Linked DNA regions of Mus musculus: regions 1, 3 and 4 are each linked to region 2. Evidence: chromatin contacts called from public HiChIP or PLAC-seq and promoter capture Hi-C data. All regions are on one chromosome and are shown on one strand. Each heading gives the region's core, a stretch centred on a gene start, on an enhancer-like site or on the middle of the called end of the contact. The rest is flanking DNA. Distances are from core to core; before and after follow the strand shown.

Region 1 (4,811 bases), core at 638-3,137, 680 kb after region 2:
ACAGTCCAGGAGGACCATAAGGGCAGCCACTCGGAGGAACTGTGTAGGGATGATGTTCATTGTTAGCGAATCTGAGAGAGGTGTGAGGGAGGGGGGGGGGGAGAAGAGGTGGAAAGACAAGGAGCTACAATAGCAGGCTAAGAGTTCAGGGCTCCGTGGGGCTGACAACTGAAGGCTGACGGTTCTTGGCCAAGGGGAAGGTATACGAGATCTTGGCACCCTTACCAAGTGTGATATGGATAGCTTCAATCCTCAGGCAGGCCCTTGCCACTCCCCTAGGCGCTGTGTTTTAAGGACACTTGTTTCCCTACAGAACTCCATCATGTTGACAGTGTGCTGAAAACTTCTCACAGCCCTCTGCTAATGGAATCCAAACTCCAAGCTCCTCCTAGTTTGATCTCATCAGCATCCAGCTGGGCTGTGGGCTCAGGAGGATCTTAAGAGATCTTTGGTCCTTTGGATAAGTCTGAACTCCCTTCTACCTGCCTCGCTGGAATCTCCCACTTTGACTTTTGCTCTACTGCTGCCAGGATTTCTCAGGAGCACGGTCAACTCCTACTAACCTTGCTAGCTTTTTTTGACCTCAGTTTGCCTGTAACCTGCTCAGGGAAGCCTCTGCTAACCAATACGAGGCAGAGATCTCTGGAGGTGTCCTTTGTAAGTGCTGTTGTTTCTGTCAGGAAAGCCATTCCTTTGGTCTTCTAAGCCCATGTGGTTCCTCACTCATTCGACTGTCAAGTTGCAGTGTCTTGAGTTTCTTTAAGGTGGTATTATTATGTCTTGTGAGACAGGCTCACACTGGCTTCCATTCACTGTGTAGTCAAGGATGACCTTGGCATCGCCTTAGGAGGCTAAAGCCATCTTCCAGAGCCAGTCTAGTCCAGGAATGTCACAGAGTTGGTGGATAGAATCCTATACCAGCAACAGCAATCTGGAAAACACCATGCGCCCCCTACAGTCTTGGTCCACAGCAGTGACAAAGGGGTTTCACGCAGAAAATTGATTTGAGGCTTGCAGATGAACCTGGGCTGGGCTGCCTCATCCTAGGGCTCCCCAAGCCAATTAGTGACTTAAGCCCTGCCCACGCGCACTCGCAACACTCATTCATATATCAAACCCTTCACTCCTGTTCGGTGCCTCACACAGGACGCTGGATACTTCAAAGACAGGGAGGGGTGGGGAAGGTGCACAGCCGACAGAAGTCACGATTCGAAGTGAGCTGTCCTCACACACCTCCGCTCATATTTTTGAAACTGATAACGACGTTCCTCCCTGAGCCGCAGAACTCTGGGAAAGGGGAAGTGTGGGAAACAGATCTGCTTTTTATTTTTACAAACTTTTTTGCATCGCTTCCTAAAATCAGAGCCTTGCACTGCTCCCAAATGCTACTCAGTGCAAGGAGCCCTAGCAGCGGGGAGGAGCAAGAGGCTGGCTGTATCACGCTACGCCCCAGGTTCCGCCATCCAGGGACATCCCAGTCCTAACCTCGCCTCCTCCATGCTTCGCCCTTTCCCACTGCTGGCCTCGTGCTCAGTCACAGTCAACCCAGGCCCCCGAGCCCACCATCTTGATCTCCAGGCGGCTGGCTCGCTTGCTACGCGCAGCTTTCATTGTCCTTCTCCAGCGGCACCAGACCACGCTCAGCAGAGTTCCACCCCTCTTCCACTCTCCCATTGGCTCTTGCTGCCCAACTGCGCCGGGGACCGGCCTAGCAGTGTCTCTCACGCCCCGCCTTTGCTCCCGGCCCGGCCAGGGGCGGGGTTTCTGTTGGTCCCACCCTTTAGGGGAGGGGCCAAGCTCGCAGGCGCTCCGGAGCTGTCTCGGCAGGGCTCGGCTCGGCTCGGCTCGGCTCGGCTCGGTTTGCAGCTCGGGTGGGGGTGGGCGGCTAGGGTGACAGCGGCAGTAGCAGAGGCTGCGGCGCGAGGCTGAGCAAGCGGTGAGCGGGGAGCCGGTAAGAGGAGGAAGTGGAGCGGCGGCCCGGAGCTCTGGAGTCCGCTGCCGGCACAGGTCCGCCCAGATTTGCAGAGTGAGCGGCGTCGGGACCTGGGCAGACTTCTTCGCCTTGCTCCGGCCGCTGGCGCTCCGCCTGCCCTGCCCTGCCCTGCCCTGCTTGTCCGAGCCCCGCATTCCGCGCCTGGACTTTCCTAGCCCCGTGGTCTGGAGCTGCTGGGACGTTCGAGCCCCGGCCTTGATCCGGAGTTCCGAGACGGGACGTTCTCGGCCCCATCATACTGACCCATCTCTGCTGGAGTGTCCTCCGCCCCCTGGTCGGCGCAAGGTGGCCCCAGCTCTGGGACTTGAGTGTAGAGGAGCCGGGACGCCCACCGGCCTCCAGCTCCTGGAGAACCAAATCTTCAGCTGCCTTGGACCGAACTGCTCCGGACTTGAAACTGTACTGGCACCGCCCGGGTCCAGCGCACCGTGAGGGGTCCCAAGCAGGCAGAACAGTCGGACCGAACCCCTGGGCGAGTCGAAGCTGCCACCTTTCTCCGCCCTAGGTTAAGGATCTTGGGGTGCTTGCTCCCAGGGGAACACAGGGGCTTCTCCTGCCACAGTCTCCAGCGAGCGGAGGTTGCAGGTGAGAGCCCCGGATGCGCGGCGGGAGCAGTCCCGGGAGCCTTAGAGGCAGGGCCCGGGTCAGCGGAGGGCGTGGAGGGGACACGGGCAGAGAGTGAACTGTTTAGGAGAGGGCGCGCGAAAGATAGTAGAGAGAAGCCCGCACTTATTGAGTGCCCATTGTGTGCAGGTCCGAGCCCCGCCCTTGCACAAGTCGTTCCTTATCCAAAGCTCATAGCAACCCCGAGATAAAAGCTATTGTGTATTGTTATGGGCGCAGACAGTTGGGGAAACTGAGGCGTGGCAGGGTTGAGGTCCTCTGCCTTCCATGTTGAGGATTAGACTGGGGAGAAGGGAGAAGATAAAGAGAGAAAGAGCAAAGAGGGAGGGGAGAAGAAAAGAAGTGGATAGCCTGCATGCACGTGAGAGCTTGGCAGGGTGGGGGCCTCTGGGGCATCGAAATCCAGGCACTGGTCCTGAAGCCGAAGAGGTCCTTCTTACCAGCCACTCTTGGGTCATGGGCATGCCACCTCCCAGGAAAGGTGAACCTGCGTTGAAGGCAGGGCTTCCCTGTTCCAAAAGATCTCTTCCCGGGGTCCGGGCTGGAGGGACAACCTGCTTCCCATAGTTAATGTCCCCAAGTTACTGAAGTACTCTTTATCTGTTAAAGGACTCACCATATTGGTCCCCAAGACACAGCCATGTGGAAGCTGGAGCTGTGGTCCCTCAGAACTCAGCCACCTTCCTTTGGCATTATTAATGAGGACACTGAAGACTTGTGGGGGGCACAGTGACCCCAGGTCCTAAAGCCAGTGAGTGGTTGAGAGAGAAGTAGACCTGAAAGATTTCCAAACATCCATCAAGGGGTCTGCTCCCCTTCCTAGTTCACACCTTTTCGGTCTGTGGCTAGGGTTTCCCCAGCCCCAATATGCAGTTGAGGTAAGCGTGTATGAGACTGCAGAGAGTGTGTGTGGTTGGAACTGGGGCTCAAAGAAGCCTGACTCCAGTCTCTATGTGCAAAATGGCCCAGGGCAGACCTTCTCCAGGTCTTAAGGTTAGGGCTGCCGGATCTGGGGACACACAGTCCAGGTGCTTGATTCCCAGGCAGAAGTTCCTCCTGCTCGCTGCCCTGGGATCTTTGTAGGAGAGGGTATTGTGAAAGAGCATTTGGCACGGACTCTGTGGGCTCTTGTTCTGGGTGGGGCTGGGGTGGCATATGGCCTTGGTCTGGGCACTATGGCCCTGGCTGGAACTGGTTAACCTTTGTTGGGCTGGACTCCCTGGAGTGTGGGGAAATTACCTTGGAAAGCCCCTGGGAGATGGAGCAGGGTCTTAAAGACGAGAAGCCTGTTCCTGGGGTTGGAGGGGTTCGAGCAGCCTAGAAGGTGTCTAAGGGGCTTGGGATTCCCCCTCCCCCACCTCTGCCTGAGGATTCAGATCTCATAATAATCCTTGCATCTAAACAGAGCTCCCTTTTTGATGAACTAATTTCACACCTGTGATCTCATTTCACTGCGTGCTGGAAAGAGCTGGGAACCTCCGGTGAGGCAGAGCAGGAGACTAGGGGAAGCCTCCTTCTGAAGTCTCACCTGCAAGATGGGGGTCAGAGCACGGTGCTACCTACTCGGAAAGAGAGGGTCCCACAGGCAAACTGTTGAGTGCTAAGGAGTTGTGGAGCTTGTCCAATATGGGCTTGCTATTTTAGGCTATCTTGTGTGGGAAGCTGAGGCTCAGAGAGGTGAAATCTTTGACTCAGGCCTGCTGAGTTTGCTTCAGGGACTATTTAAGTGTCAACTGTGAAGTGTTGTAGAAGTGATGCAGGTGGGCTAAGCGGCAGACTGGAGCCTAAGTGGCCAGTGGTCAGTGCTGTGTGGTAAAGAAGCTACTCGGCCTCCGGGGTCACGGGCAGCCATGTTACCCTCTGAGCCCTCTGCTTTTCTAGGAGAGTGGAATGGCTCTCCCACCAAGATTAACTGAGCTAAAGATACACAGTGCCTGGCTACCATCCAGTTCCTTCCCTACGGAGAAAGGAAACTGGAGTTTTGACCAGGAAGTCTGGGAAATCCTCAAACTTGTTTGAGGTTAGAACACACACAGGTGGCAGTCACAGGCTGAGAGACTTCAACAGCTTTGTCCATCTCGGTTCCTGGGCAGATAAGGCTCCCTGTGCTTCCTCTCCTAGTTACAAAGCCTTCTCTAATCTACTTGGAGACACTGGGAAGGGGCCCTGGATTCTAACAGTCCTCACACCCACT
Region 2 (4,630 bases), core at 316-2,815:
CTCATATACATAAAATAAATAAATAAAATCTTTTAAAAAAAAGTTCAAAGTCTCTTCTGAGATTCATCCAATCACTTTATTGTAATCCCAATAGCAAGACAGGAAACCAGCTGGGCAAACTCCAAACGCTGCATCTCCATGTCTGATACCGTAGCAGTCGTCAGATCTCCTACTCTCTGAGCATGCTCCCTGCAGAAGGTGGCTGGCAGGGGCCCGACTTCTGGGATTCTACACAGGCAGAGCCATTTCCTCATCAGCACTCTGCTGCAGCTAACTCCACATCTCAGAACTTGTCCTCTTTTCCCTCACCTATAAACTAGCGTTCTTAATTTCCTTTGAATGACCAGATGGACACTCAAATTTCCCCAAGTTCAGGCTGATCCTTCAAAATACTTGCTATAGCTTTGACAGACGTTTTTCTCGTGTTCAGGTTTCCTTTCAGAATGAATCTAATGGTTTCTTTCTCTAAATGTAATTTCTTCAGCCATCCTTCTCACTGTTAACTGCTTGTTCACACAAAGTCCGTGACCTTTTGGATATTTGCATCCGTTCTGTGGGTGACTGGACGACTACTTCATGGATCATCTCAGACATTTTCCCACCCTTCTTTAAACCTTTTGTGCCAGTCAAATACTCAAGCCCTCGACACCACTTCACCCCCATACGCTTCTTTCAAAAGTGGTGGGTCTTACTTGCAGACGTGTTCGATTTTACGCAAAATTTGATACTTTGTTCTAAATAGCGGCCACTCATTTTGAAACAAAACCATACAGGAACGTTATCAGGCCAGGACTGTGAGAAGCCTGAGGTAAAAATCTCTAGGGTGCTGCTGGCCTAATCATTGCACTATTCCTGCCTCTCTGGAAACCACCAAGGAAGTTACTGCTTTTCTGAGCTTTTACCCTAGCGTCTAGTCAAGGTGTGCGGCTAGCAATCTAGCACTAATTCGGTCACAGAGTAACCGGAAGGCAAAACGGGTTAAAAATTAAATCCTCTACAACTCATGTTTGCGTTCAACCCGCGAGTTGTTTCAAAGCAATCGCAAGGGTCATCCCGAATCTGTTGCCTTTAAGAGTCTACGGTGACTCACGCAATGGACGCATGAACCGTGACAACTTTTACACAAGCCGGGCAGACGCAGCCGTGAAGTAACGTTCTAGCTTGCCCTGGATCTGCAGGAACCCGCACACAGCAAACCTACCCGAATAACCCGGGGTTGCGCTCGCCAGTCCCGGGGAGACTACAGCGCATGCGCAATTCCTTCCTTGCGCGGGTTGGGTTGTGCGCATGTGCATTGAGACTACGCAGCTGGCCCGACCCTCTCGAGTGCGCATGCCCGCCCGCAGGGACGGTCGCCTGCGAAGAGGGCGGGGGCGGATAGCTGAGGGAAGAGAGGGCACCCTCCAGCGCCAGGGTGCATTGTGGGAAGGAGGCGGTAGCGTCCCGGGCGGGCTGGAGGTGCAGCAGCGGCGGCGGCGGCGGTAAATCCTCCCGGCCGCACACAGCACTGTGGAGCCGCGGCCCCAGCCCAGCCTCGGCCCGCGCGCCCCTCCTGCCCCTCGCGGCTTCGCGCGCCAGCCCCTCCTCCGCGCGCGGCCTTGCGGAGCCGGCCGGCCGGCCCAGCTCCCCTCCCCGGCCCCGCGGGGCGGCCGCGCTGCCCTGACGAGGCGGGGAGGGGAGGGCTGGACCGGCCGGCGGCCGGACGACCATGCCGAACTTCTGCGCTGCCCCCAACTGCACACGGAAGAGCACGCAGTCTGACCTGGCCTTCTTCAGGTTCCCGCGGGACCCGGCCAGGTGAGTGGGGCGCGGAAGCTTCAGGGACTTGCGCGCACGTGCGCTCGCGGGCACCCGGCCCAGTGGGTGCCACCCGGGGGCGCGAAGGCGGATGAAGTGGGCGCTTAGCGCCTTTGGTGGTCCGACGCGGTTCCTTAGCTGTCAAAGAAGTAACCCTTCTCCAGGGCTGTGTTCCCAGGGGCCCTGCCTTCCCCCGCGTCACTGGTCTCTTCTAGGACAGTGTTTCTGTTTGGAGGCGAGCCGCTTTCTTTGATCTTAAATCAGGTCACAACTGCCTCCTTCGGACTTGTCAACCCAGTGTTCAAATGCCGACCGTTACTCATTGTCTCCCTTGGTTGTTGGGACCACAGAGGACAAGTGTGAGGGCGTGGGAATATGGTATTGCAACTTCACTTTTCCTTGGGGTAGTTTATAATCTGGGACGTAGTCTGAGAATCATAGGGACTTAGTGTGATAGACTGCAGGTAGTTCTCAGAGCTCTCCTGTTGGCTCATTCGTTTAAAAATCAGTGCTTAACCATGTTTGAAGTACTCATGTCAGGTGCTGGAGACTCGAGTGAATTTTGTCACGGACGGCAGAAAGCACCTAATCCACAGAGAGAGAGAGCAGATCTATCAACGAGCGCTGAATATAGCATGATATTAATTGAGCAAATATTTATTGAAAGCCGACAGTTGGTAGAAATTGGTCAGAGTATGAGAGTGGGTAACATGAACCAATGAAAATCCCTCTTCTCAGAGGTTACATTCAAGTCTTGGGAAATTGGCAAGTAAAATATTTATAATACCGTGTCCAATAATGAAAAATATCCTGAAGAAAAATACAGCAGGGGTTGGAAGGGCTTTTAGCTAGGGAACAGGTGGAAAGATAGCTCAATGCTGAAGAGCACTTATACTCGCAGAAGGCCTGGGTTCTATACCCACATTAGGTGACTTCAGTTCCAGGGGATTACACAACCTCTTCTGGCCTTCCTGTGTACCAGGTATGCTCAAAGTGCAAAACGCTCGTGCATATACCAGAGCAGATTAAAGAAAAAAGCATAGCCAGGGAGCTGAGCAGTGGACATTGTCTGTTATCCCAGCGCTGAGGAGGCAGGGAGAATTGAGATTTGAAGCAGGCCTGGGTTAGAGTAAGTTCCAGGCCAGTTAGGGCTGTAGTGTGAGTCTTGTCTCATGAACCCGTTTAAAAAAAAAAGTATAAAAAACGGAGGCACAGTTTCTATTTTAAACATAACAGAAAAAAGTCTCACCATAATGAATCTGAACAACAACAAAAAAAAATTGAATTGGGGAAGGGGAGAGCTGTGCAATATGTTGGAAAAGCATCTGGAAACAGTAAGAGTGAAGTCAAGGCATGCTTGCTGATGAGGTTTATATGGGAGACGGAAATTGTTTAGGAAATTGTTGTCCATGGAAGATATTCTGGTGGTTATCCTGAGTGAAGTGGGAGAGTTTAGAGCTGCAAGAGTTCTTAACAGGATTTTTGGCTGCTTGTTAGTTGTAGGGAAGTAAAGATATGAGCAGGAAGACCAAGGGAAGACTGTTGCAATAATCCAGATCAGTAGAAGAGGATGAAGAGGGAAATTGATGCCTTTAGATAAGGTTTGAAGATGAAGCCAACAGGATTTACTAGTAATTTGGATGTCGTTTATAAGAGAAAAGAGTCAAGACTAACTTCTGAGATTATGTGTGGGTATGGGGTGTGTGTATGTGGAGGCCAGAGGGCATCCTGTGTCTTGCTCTATTCCTCCTTTAAGAAGGATCTGACTGAACCTGTAGCCAGATTCAGCCAACCCCAGCAATCCTCCGTCTCCACTCCCCAAAGTGTTAGAGTTACAGAAGTTTTTAACATAAAACAGTTACTGACATAAGAAAGATTGGAGTATTAGTCTGTTCGGAAGATATTATAGTTTGATTTATAGTGTGATACCTGGTAGGCTTGGACAGGCAGAGATGTCTTCAGCCAGAGGATGGAGTTTAGCACTAAAGAACCTGATTAGCATGCATGAGGTTCTCGGTTCTGTCCCCTGTACTGGGGGAAATAGAAATACCTTCATACCACATGTGAAAATGAACTTCATATGGCTGCTTTCTCTTTTTCTACATTGTCATCAATATTTGTCTCTTTTTTCCCCCCTAAGATGGTTTCTCTATGTAACCCTGGCTGTCCTGGAACTTACTCTGTAGAGCAGGAGGTCTGCCTGCTTTTGTCTCCTAAGTGCCGAAATCAAAGGAGTGAGCCACCATGCTTGGAATAGATTTCTGTTTTGGTTTAGATCTCTTTATAAATATGTTTATATATTTGAATCGCCTTTGGATGTGTGGTTGATGGCCTTTTAAAATATATTCATTTTATTAATTTATTTATTGGAGACAAGGTCTCATTCAGTCTAGCCTAGAATTCACTATGTAATCCAGGCAGGCTTTGAACTAGCTGCAATCCTCCTGCTTCAGTCTCCTCAGTGCTGGAATTATAGGCATGAACCACCATGCCTAGCTTGTTTTGATGTTTAATGTTTAGATTTGACAGTCACTTGAAATTTATTTTTGTTTATGTTGTAAAATTACTAGTCAAGGTTTAGTTCATAAAGATATCATATTCAGTATGATTGTTTAAAGGACAAATACATCTTCACTTCTGTTCAAGCTACTTTGAGGTTTTTAAAAGGTTTTTTTTTTTTTTTTCAGTTTAGGGATTCAGTTGAATCAGTAAATCAGTTTGGGGGAAATAATGTGTTTAGAGTTTGTTTTTGTTTTTATGAACTTATGTACCTCTGTTTGTTTTTAAGAGAGACATTATACATCTTTCCCAATATTTATTCCTACATGTATGA
Region 3 (5,062 bases), core at 590-3,089, 750 kb after region 2:
TGCCCATCTGTAATCCTAGCACTAGGGAGGCAGCAGAGGGATCAGGAGTTCAAGCTACATGAGACCTGATGTCAAGAGAAAAGCAGCCAAATGTAGGAGACCTAGGCTGCCAGTCCGACAGACGACATTGTGAGCCAAGTACCCCCTAGTGTGAGCCCAGCCCCCTCTCACTGCACAGTTCACAGGCTACTGCCCTGGTAGAGGCCTGATGCCAGAGAGGCCCTTGTTTTCCACTTTGTCCTCATCTTGTCTTCATCTTCCCTTCTCTTTCTCCACGTCTCTTTCCCTGGGATCTGCCTGCCTTTCCTGCCTCTGCCTCTGGTTGGCCTCTTACTGTCCATACAGCCTTCAGCTCATCCCTGGCTCTCTCCTTCCCTCCTCTTCTTGCACTATGTTCTTCCTCCTCTTCTTCCTCCTCCTCCTTATCTTTTTTTGTTTGTTTGTTTGTTTTTTTGTTTTTGTTTTTGCTTTTGTTTTGTTTTATTTTGAGACAGGATTTCTCTATATAACCCTGGCTGTCCTGGAACTCACTCTATAGACCAGGCTGGCCTTGAACTCACAGAGATCCACCAGCCTCTGCCTCCCAAGTGCTAGGATTAAAAGCACTGCACTGCACTGCCCCTGCCCAGCCTGTGGGCACGTCTGCTTTCTTTCTCCTCCTCCTTTCCCAGACAGAGGTCCCCTCATTCTTGCCCTGACCCTCTGTCTGGTACTTTCCTCTCCAGATGGGGCTGGTGGTCATCCTGGCCTCCACGGTGGTGGCCATGTCTGCAGTGGCCCAGCTCTGGGAGGATGAGTGGGAGGTGCTGCTGATTTCCCTGCAGGTGAGTGAGGCGGGCTAGGGACAGGGACACTGCCACCCCAGGACCCTTGCAACCCTTTATCACTCCTGTTTCTCCAAGGCGCAGAGAGGAACAGGGAGGGGTCTGCACAGCAGGCTTCCCAGCATCCTCAGTGGGCAGATGGAGACAGGATTGCCTGTCTTGTAGGTAGAGACGGTCAGCAGCATGCTGGTGACCTGAGGGTCTGGACCTGCCTTTGAGTCCCTGGTCCCTCCTGCCTCTCTTCACACCCAGGGCACGGCACCATTCCTGCATATAGGGGCCCTGGTGGCCATCACTGCACTCTCCTGGATCGTCGCTGGACAGTTTGCCCGTGCAGAGCGGTCCTGTGAGTACCCCTTAGAGAGGGCCCACCCATCCTGACCTCCATGAATACAAATGCCAGCTTAGACTGTCCAGGGACTCTACCTGGGTGGTCTGGGAATGAGGTGGGGCCCTTGTGCTCAGCATCAGGGGCTGGCTCCAGGCTAGTCATAGATGCTACCAAAGAATGCTCTGGGTGGAAAAAAAAAAAAAAAGAATGCTCTGGGTGTCCATGTCTTCCTGTACATGTGTGCCTAAGTGTGGGGTTCACTTCCTGTCAGAGCAAAGGCCACTCCACAGAACACCACGTTCTGACTCCAGTCTGGCTGGCTAGGCATGGTTGGGCCTGGTGAGAGATGCACAGTGGCTCATGGGACGTTCCTACTGCCCGTGTCTGCAGCCTCTCAGCTCACCATTCTTTGTACCTTCTTCGCCGTGGTCTTCACCTTCTACCTGATCCCTCTCACCATCTCCTCTCCCTGCATCATGGAGAAAAAAGACCTGGGCCCCAAACCTGCCCTCATCGGCCACCGAGGGGCTCCCATGGTAAGCACCCCAGAGGGTGGACCGGGGCAACAGCTGTTGCAGGAGAGGAGCATGTGGGAAATAAATGTCATGTCTGTGGTAGCAGATGTATCGCCAGCATAGAAGGACTTCCTGGTTTTGGTTTGATCTGCTTGAGACAAGCTGGGGTTTAAACTACCGCCAGCCTTCCTGCCTCTGCCTCCTGAGTGCTGGGGTTACAGGCATATGCCAGCACGCCCAAAACATAAGGACTTAAAAGCAAACAACAGGCTGGGGAGATGGCTCTGCAGGGGAAAGCACTTGCTGTAAAAGCCCGGCACACTGAGTTTAATCCCTGCCACCCACATAAAGATAAAGGAGAGGATGTTCTTCGTGTGCACTGAAGCATGTGTGCACATGCTCTCTCTCTCTCTCTCTCTCTCTCTCTCTCTCTCCCTCTCTCTCTTTCTCTCTCTCTCACACACACACACATGTATATACATACATAATGATAATGACTATAACACCACACTGACAATGTTTAAAAGTATTTATTTTCACTTTTATGTGTATGGTTGCTTTGCCTGACACCGTGGAAGCCAGAAAGGGGTGTTGGATCCCCTGAGACTGGATGGAATTACAGACAGTTGTGAGCTGCCATGTGGGCACTGGGAATCAAACCCAGGTCTTCTGAAAGAGCAGCCAGAACCATCTCTCCAGCCCCCAAATTAACAATTATTTAACATGACCTAATATCATAGTTATTTTTCCTTTGTCTCCAAAAATATCTTTCTGTAGTGCAGACTTTTAAAATCATGATCCAAATGACATCATGCAGCCCATCTGCTTGACACATGTCCCCCGAGTGCCTTTTCATCTGTGACAGCCCCTCCCCCAGTCTCCTTTGTGCTATTTATCTGTTGATGAAGCTGTCTCTAGACAGCCTCCCAAGCTGTGCATTTGGCTGCTCCATCCTGCGGTGGTGACTTGCTCATTATATCTGTTGTCCCATTTCTGAGATAGGGTCTCGGTGTGCAGCCCAGAATAGCCTGGAACTCACAAACCACCTGAATCCCCATCCTGAGTGTTAAGGTTACAGGTGTGTGCCCCGTGCCTGGGTGTGGCGTTCATTTTATGCTTGTTTGGTTTTTACCCTGACACAGGATAATTAGTGATGCATATTTGCAAGTCACGGTGTGGTTCTCAATTGTACAATGCATTATCCTCACACCGCAGTGATCCACCTGTCACATCACACCCTGTTTCATTGTGTTAGGAGCGTCCAGAATCCTCTCCTTTGCCTGTTTGAAAAGACACAGGGAGTTAGCATTTACCACTGCCACCCTATTGCAGTAGAATGCTAGAACCCATTCACATGGCCCATCATTTCCACCTGGTGACCGGCCTCCCCTCCCCCTCCTACCTTCTATTGATCATTATTCTGCTCTTTACTTCTGTAAGGTCAACTTTAAAACAACAACAAACAAACAAAAAACCCTCAAAACACCTTTTTTTTTTACAAAAAAATGTGGCATTGTGATGCCTCAGGACACGTGTGGAGATTCAGCCAACAATTTGCAGGTGACGGTTCCCTCCTACCAAGCAGTCCTGGGAATTAAACTCAGGTTGTCAGGTTTAGCAACAAGAATCTATACCTACTAAGCCATTTTGCAGACACTTTAGTGCTGTTTTTTGGGGGGCGGGGGGGGGTGTGGAGGCACGGATAGCCAGTGCTCTCTCCATGTCACTGTGAATGACTGTGTCCAGCCAGAGTCACCACGAGTGTGTTCCTGTGAAGGCTTCACAAATGATTGCCAGCCTTTTGAGTTGCCAGGTCTAAATCCAATCTCTGGTTTGGTGCTGACCTCTAGTGGTAGGAAGAGGTATGGCAATTTACTCTGCACAGGACCAAAGGAGACTCACTGCCCAGCTAGATACCCACAGAGAACAGTGATTCCCATATCCCCAAAGGTCTGAAGAGAGGGTGGGTCCTTAGGAGGGAGGATTCACCCAGGGTTGCAAGGCAGGGTCATGTAGCTCAATGGCTGGAGTCAACCTTCTGGGTGATGATCTGCCCTAGGGTTGCAAACTTATTGTTAGGTGTCAAGCATGAATTTGAGTCCATGTGCCAGTGTAGCGATGGAGAGATTATTATTATTGCTGTATAGATGAAGAAACTCATCACACCACAGCAACCCCATCCTCTCTCCTTCCCCCTCCAGAATCTCCCCCCAGACTGGGCTTTGAGATTAAGCCAGAAGGGACCAAGCACTCAGTCTCTGCCCAAAGCTACTGTAGGCCCACAGGCCTGTGGGGAAGGCCATTTGCTTCTAGAGTCTTGTTCAGTGCCTGTAATACAGCAAGGACAATGTGATCAGAGTGATTATTTGCTAACTCTGTTATTATGGCTGTGTCAGGCATTCATATTCATACGAGTCCATACCCAGCACACTGCCTGTCCCTTCCCCCCAAACCTCCATGAGGTATACATATTATAACAAATGAAAACATGGAACCTTGAAGCAGCTGTGTGGGTGCCCGGGTTCCCATAGCAACTCCACAAAGGAGCCAGAATGAGAGGCAGACCTAGCAGGGGGCACCTCCCACTGGCTGGGGAAGGGTCACCAACTGGACCCTAGCTCTGCCGTCACCAGTCCTTCCTCTCCAGCTGGCTCCAGAACACACAGTGATGTCCTTCCGGAAGGCGCTGGAGCAGAGGCTGTATGGGCTGCAAGCTGACATCACCATCAGGTTAGTATGGCAGAGAAGGGTGGTGGCCATTCTTCACCCCACCCCCACCTCTGCATCTGGGTCTCCTCATAAAAACCTCCTGCCCCTGGTGATAGGAGGGGGGATGAAGACTTGGATGATCACAACAAGCCAGGCATCCTTTTAGAGGTTTGTGCTAGACTCCAGAATAGAAAGAACAGACTACTGTCCAGTCAGGGTTTAGGTGTGGGGACACAGACCTGTTGGGAAAAAAATGACACCTGTGAGTCTCACGCCTTTCATCCCAGCACTCTGGAGACAGAGGCAGGCAGATCTCTGTGAGTTTGAGGCCAGCCTTGTCTACAAACCGAGTTCCAGGACAGCCAAGGCTACACAGAGAAACCCCATCTCAAAACAAACAAACAAACAAACAAACAAACAAACAAACAAACAAACAAACAGATCATATGGAAGTGATGTGAACATTTCCATCTCTAGATGCAGCATTTGTGTTAACACGAATGTCAACCAACGGGGAAACCCATCCCAACCTCAGGGGTAACTCAAAGGATACCCCTGAGGCGGAGAGAAGGCAGGGCCACCAATTACTGCCCCACGGGGTGTACAATATACAGCTACACCACATATGTGAGGTTACCACTCCTGGTGTAGACCACATAGATTATACGCCCCACGCCTCTCCA
Region 4 (5,010 bases), core at 1,194-3,693, 520 kb before region 2:
ACTTCAATAGGAAAAACAAAACAAAACAAAACAAAACAAAAACAAACAAACAAAAAAAAAACAAAGACCAAAAAAACAAAAACCAAACCAAAACAATAAAAACCAATGCTGACCAGTCCTCTTGCCTGAAAATGACCCTCTCTTTACTCAATGAAGGGATCAGGGACAAAGCTGTCAGCTGGCTACCAAACACCTCGTAGTAAAGTGCCTATGTGACCAGGTCTAATGTCACCATCATCACCCTGAAGTCTCTGTGACAAGGTATTATTTAGCCTCACTCCACACACCAGGGGAAACTGAGCCACAGGCAAAGCTCTCTGCTTCAAGGCCATGGGCAAGCAGGAAGACAAGGAGACAGTCTGCAGGAGGAAGACGACAGGCCGTTCAGGCAAGAGGGTGGTGGAGAGTGGCTTCCCAGCACCCTCTGAGGGGACAAGGAAGGCCTCCTTTTGGGGGGACCAGATCTCAGAGCCATCCTAAGAGCATTCAGGGAAATTAGAGAAGAATAAGACAGAGACAGCAGAGGCTTCTGAGAAGCCCACAGATGTCCCACTGAAAGCCACAGGCTTCCTGCCACCAATGCCCAACTGCCACCTGTTTGGTACTGTTTCAGAGGCAGACATTGCTCTTACCCAGTAATGGGCCCGTGAAGCTTCCCCTAGACCTTCCACTCCTGTTCCGGGAGCCCCAGAGGGTTCTCTCCTGACTTGTCACACCTAGCCTGCAGTGGGTGCTGAGAACAGCCAGGAAGGGGGTGGGGCTCTCCCTACTGTAACCTCTATAGCAACCTCTTCCCCAGGGTAGCTAAAGATGGTCCTTGTCAGACACACCCACCGTCCAGACTGGCATTCAATGTCACACCCTGTGTTTGTCCGTGAGCTTTCCTAGCCTGACTGTTTCGTAGTTTGGACTCTACGGTCCTTTCTTCACCTTGTTGGACTTTTCCTAGTCCTTGTTCAGATGAACTCTCATCAGCTCCCAGGCAAGGATGGCCCCTCTGACTTGTGCTTGACTCTGCCTTCTCACCACGCCAGTCAGGAGCTCATCTGTTGGCCCTCCATCCTCTCAGTGGGAAGAGAAGCCTCTTAGGTTAGGCTCCACCCAGGCTTCAGCTCTGACCCAGCCTAGGGCAGTAGCAGCAGCTGGGCCCACCACACCCGACCCCCCCTGGTCTTCTTCACCTCCACCCAAAACACTAAGCCTGCAGCAAGGACCAGCAAGGATCCAGGGAGGCCTCAACCTCCCTTGCACAGCAGAGCTTCCCAGGAAGATCTCCCTGAACACTTAGCTGCCCTGGGCATTGGCTGAGTGTTCCACCCTCTGGCACAGAGGAGATCAAGGCTTGTGTCTTGGGATCCTGGGTGCCAGTTCTGGCTGGGTCACCTTAGAGAGAGGCTGCCTTCCCTTCTGCTGCTGGGGCTCATCTGTGTGAAGTCTGGGGCTGACTCTCACCACAGGAAAGACTGCCAGGGCAAATGAGCACCTGTTATTGCTCTTCAGCCCCACTCCACCCCTGGGCCCCCTTAGGGGGACCTTTCCTACACTCCCCACCCCCAATCCTGACAGCTGGAGATAGGATCAATCCTGAATTGTCTCCGAAAAAAGCCAGTTTCTGCCAGACCCGCCTTGCTCCCAGTGCCACACACCCAGCCCTGAAGGTAAGGAAGAGCCCCCCCCCCCACCCCCATTCAACTAGGGGATTGTGGCCAAGAAGGGGTGAAGGGTCATCTACCTGGGATCTTTGGTCTCATGGTCTCATGCCTACTCCAAACCATGGGATGTGGACATCTAGAAAGGTTAGAAGGTTTAATGGGTTGAGGAGCACAGGCGTGAGGACAGGAAAGGGGACCTGTAAGGAAGATTAGAGTCTAGCCCACCAGTGATAAGCACACCCCAGCACTTCTGCACTGGGAACGCGGCCTCAGAACACCCAGGTGGAGGTGAGGTTGATTTCTCACCCAGGGCTGCGGGTGGAGGTAGGGATGAGCTCAGGGGCCCCGGGCATATCTTTGGGGGGTGGGGTGGGGGTGGGGCTCCGCCTCCTAGGCCTGCAGGCCAGCGCTCAACTCCCAGCCCTGAATCCGCGGGATGTACAACCCCTGCTCGGATTCGTGCTCCCAAGGCACGCACTGGCCCGCGCTGCACCTGCACACACACCCAAACGCACACTAATGTGCGCTCGCACACGCCTCCCTCCGCGCAGCGCCTCCTACCTGCCGCGTCGCCGCAGCTGGAGCTGGACTCCCGGGATGCAGAGCACAGTGCGGGCACTGGAGCGGAGGCTAGACCAGCCCGCGCCACAGCCTGGGACTCTGCGGGGAGATGATACCCCGGCAGCCCGCAGGCGGGGGTTGGAACTTGGACCCCCGGGCTTCAGTCTGTCCCGCCCCTCCTCTCAGCCTCCTCCCATTGGAGGCCAGAGGCGTGGTCTCCCGGGGTGGGGCGGGGCGGGGAAAGGGAGGTTGTTGCGCATGCGAACTAGAGAGGCTGTGCCTCCCCCCCCCCACCCCCCTCCCTGAGGCCGCCCGATAGTGCTGGCTCGAAACTGAAAGGGTGGCCCTGACCCAACACTCCTTCAAACCCCACTCCAGTGCTGTCCGCGATAGGAGAGCATCCCGGGACGTTGGCTGCCTACCTCGCCATTGGCCTTGGAGGACCTGCGTGCCCCACTAAGTGCTGGCAGAGAATGTTGGCCGACTTGGGGTATGCATCTTAGCCGGGCTCAGACAGGGCCAAGGCAGGGCAGCTGAGAATGGGAAGACCCAATGAGATGAGAACCACTCCCTTTCCATTTGTATCCAAACACCCATTCCCAAGATTTTAGCTGGAGAAGAGGAATGTAGGCCCTGGTGAGGTGTCCAGAGGGCCCCAGTCAGTTAAGGGAAGCTGGCCCTATCCTGTCCAGACCTGTCCTGTCCTGGGCATTTATCTGCTCTGAGTGTAGACTAAAGCAGCAGGGCCCAGATTTTTGACCCTCTCTGACTGCCTTCAGAATGCCCTGGAATACACCAAGCCTTGGTTTCTTACTCTGTGAAGTGGAAACTGCAATCTCCTCAGGCCAGGCGGTTTGGGGGAATCCCAGGGAGATTTATAGATGACCAGGGCTGGCCAACAGTAGGCTGGGTCACTCTAAGGCCACAGAGACAAAGCTTGTCTGACCTGGTCATACTAGTCGCTCACAGGTCAGAAACTCAGGCCCACTCATCCCTCTAGTTTCCTGGTCTCTGTTAATGATTACCTCAACCTCAGTCATCCGGCCCTCTACCTCACCCCTGTCCCTGGCCACCTAAGTGTAGCTCCATCTGGTTACCTGACTGACCAAATAGTTTCCAACCATGTTGCTGTTCCCCCTACCCACCACCACCCACGCACAATGTTCCAAGACTACTAGGTTCCGCTCTCCATTTACCCTAGTCCTGGCCTATGGCCGCCGGCCTAGGGTTTTTACATTCTTTCCATCCCCACAGAAAAGCTCTTCTATTGCCTCCACACAGCCTCAGCGTGTCTCTGTCCAGAAGCCCTTGGTCCACAAAGCAGATCTGGATCAAGGGCTCACTCCACCAGTTACCGAGAAAGTTCTATATCCTTTAATGGTCTCAGTTTCCTTGTCTGTAAAATGGGCTTTCTAGGAGAAGCACATGGTGATTGTGGAGACAAAAAATGTCAAAAAGGTTCAGTCAAAGTCCTCAAGCAAGGTAGCAAGTAGCATTACCTCTGTCAGGGCACCTCTCAAATCTTCCGAGATAGAGCAGGGGTCATGTCTGGGAAAGTGTGTTCTTCAGCCCACAAAGCCATGGTATCCAGAGAATGCTCTGACTCTCTTCTATAGCTCTGAGTATGGAGCCAGGAGAGGGTACTATGTGTTGGTTTCATTCGTGGGCTCTGCCTTGACTCCTTAGCTGTGTGGCCTTGGACATGAGACCTGTACTGCAGAACTCAAAGCAGCACCCACACTGCAGTCGTGGGGTCTCATTGGCTTAACTCCTGGGAAGTCCTTATGGGGCCCTCTAGCTGTTACTGTCCTCTAGCCCAGCCTGCTCATTGTATAAAGATACAGTGTCTCCAGCAGCAGAGACACATACCCTGCATCATGATGTTTAGGCCCAGGTGCCTTAGAACCGGGCTTGGACTGGGAGGCCTGTCTCAGAGCCCATCTCTGGCAGCGTCCACCTTCCTGACAGATGAGGGAAGAAACCTAGAGAGACAGCGACCTGTCGAGGGCATCTGGACTTGATGGAGGAGCAGAGGCTCTGATCCTTGGGGAGCAGAAGATCAAGGCATGCCAGGAAGAGCTGGGCTGCCTACCTAACAAGGCTTTCTGGGGGGCGGATGATGCATCTTTGCCAATGTGTTGGCCTCAGGACCCTGCCAATTGGTTTTTATAAGCTTAGTCATCTAATGGTGCCATTAACGAGCCTGATGGCTAGGTGTTTTTCCATTAAATTCTCACAGTTATTAGCCCCACTTAGTCAATGGCAGACCTGAACCTCAGGGAGATGCCCCAGGTCACAAAATTAGTAAACAGCAGAACCGGGATCCAGACCTACCGAACTATGCTGGTTCTATCTATTTTGTGTTGGGCCTCTCCTTCTCCTCTCCTGGCTTTCAGGAAAAGGACATCACTGTAGGCCCCTTGATCTACTTAAAGTCCCTTGTAACTGGGGACTCATTCCTTCCAGGGATAGCCCCATCCCTTCTACTGGTCAGAATCAGAACCCGTTCTACCTAGCTCTGCAGAGCTCTATGCCTCTCACCAATGCCCAGAATCAGAATCTTCTCTGCTCAGGTCAGTAACACCATCATTACTGTTCCTGAGTAATAGTGTTACAGAGTTTCCCAGGTGAAATTCATAATGATCGGGTTTTCTTTTTTTTTTTTAAAGGTTTATTTATTTATTTATTACATGTAAGTACACTGTAGCTGTCTTCAGACCCTCCAGAAGAGGGAGTCAGATCTCATTACGGATGGTTGTGAGCCACCATGTGGTTGCTGGGATTTGAACTTCGGACC

Evidence for each region. Promoter capture Hi-C pulls out the DNA fragments that hold promoters and counts their contacts. HiChIP or PLAC-seq counts read pairs in DNA pulled down with a chosen protein or histone mark.
Region 1: a promoter capture Hi-C map of pre-B cells shows a contact between it and region 2, with 4 times the contacts expected there. The contact joins the promoter of Gdpd5 here to the promoter of Thap12 in region 2. A contact is called at or near these places in 4 of 39 promoter capture datasets (embryonic stem cells, liver and pre-B cells), 1 of 484 Hi-C or Micro-C datasets (CD4 T cells) and 6 of 115 datasets of contacts at active chromatin or transcription factors (astrocytes, differentiating embryonic stem cells, embryonic stem cells and 3 more).
Region 3: an H3K4me3 HiChIP or PLAC-seq map of the 230-238 cell line shows a contact between it and region 2, with 4 times the contacts expected there. The contact joins the enhancer-like site here to the promoter of Thap12 in region 2. A contact is called at or near these places in 2 of 39 promoter capture datasets (embryonic stem cells and liver) and 3 of 115 datasets of contacts at active chromatin or transcription factors (the 230-238 cell line, forebrain and stem cell-derived neural progenitor cells).
Region 4: a promoter capture Hi-C map of erythroid cells shows a contact between it and region 2, with 13 times the contacts expected there. The contact joins the promoter of Capn5 here to the promoter of Thap12 in region 2. A contact is called at or near these places in 3 of 39 promoter capture datasets (erythroid cells, liver and pre-B cells), 2 of 484 Hi-C or Micro-C datasets (embryonic stem cells and muscle stem cells) and 2 of 115 datasets of contacts at active chromatin or transcription factors (bone marrow-derived macrophages and kidney).

The regions. Positions count from the first base shown.
Region 1 is chr7:99,379,631-99,384,441 of GRCm38.p6, forward strand. Gdpd5 (glycerophosphodiester phosphodiesterase domain containing 5) reads left to right here and starts at 1,888. Exons shown (of 18, transcript NM_201352.3): 1 at 1,888-2,578.
Region 2 is chr7:98,701,682-98,706,311 of GRCm38.p6, forward strand. Thap12 (THAP domain containing 12) reads left to right here and starts at 1,566. Exons shown (of 5, transcript NM_028410.2): 1 at 1,566-1,797. The coding sequence starts at 1,709. It overlaps Gm15506 (predicted gene 15506), which reads right to left and starts at 1,247. Exons shown (of 1, transcript NR_144495.1): 1 at 1-1,247. It also overlaps the pseudogene LOC108167485.
Region 3 is chr7:99,447,397-99,452,458 of GRCm38.p6, forward strand. Gdpd5 (glycerophosphodiester phosphodiesterase domain containing 5) reads left to right here. Exons shown (of 18, transcript NM_201352.3): 8 at 726-824; 9 at 1,077-1,170; 10 at 1,546-1,691; 11 at 4,318-4,400. Among named protein-coding and RNA genes, the nearest start is that of Klhl35, 16 kb to the right of the region's middle. Within about 2 kb of position 1,840, at least 50 of the 459 cell types and tissues checked have an H3K27ac peak or open chromatin away from gene starts, as enhancers often do. A contact at or near this core is called in the 230-238 cell line, where this site is marked.
Region 4 is chr7:98,175,831-98,180,840 of GRCm38.p6, forward strand. It overlaps Capn5 (calpain 5), which reads right to left and starts at 2,444. Exons shown (of 13, transcript NM_007602.4): 1 at 2,214-2,444. Gm16938 (predicted gene, 16938) reads left to right here and starts at 1,364. Exons shown (of 3, transcript NR_045972.1): 1 at 1,364-1,658; 2 at 3,495-3,580.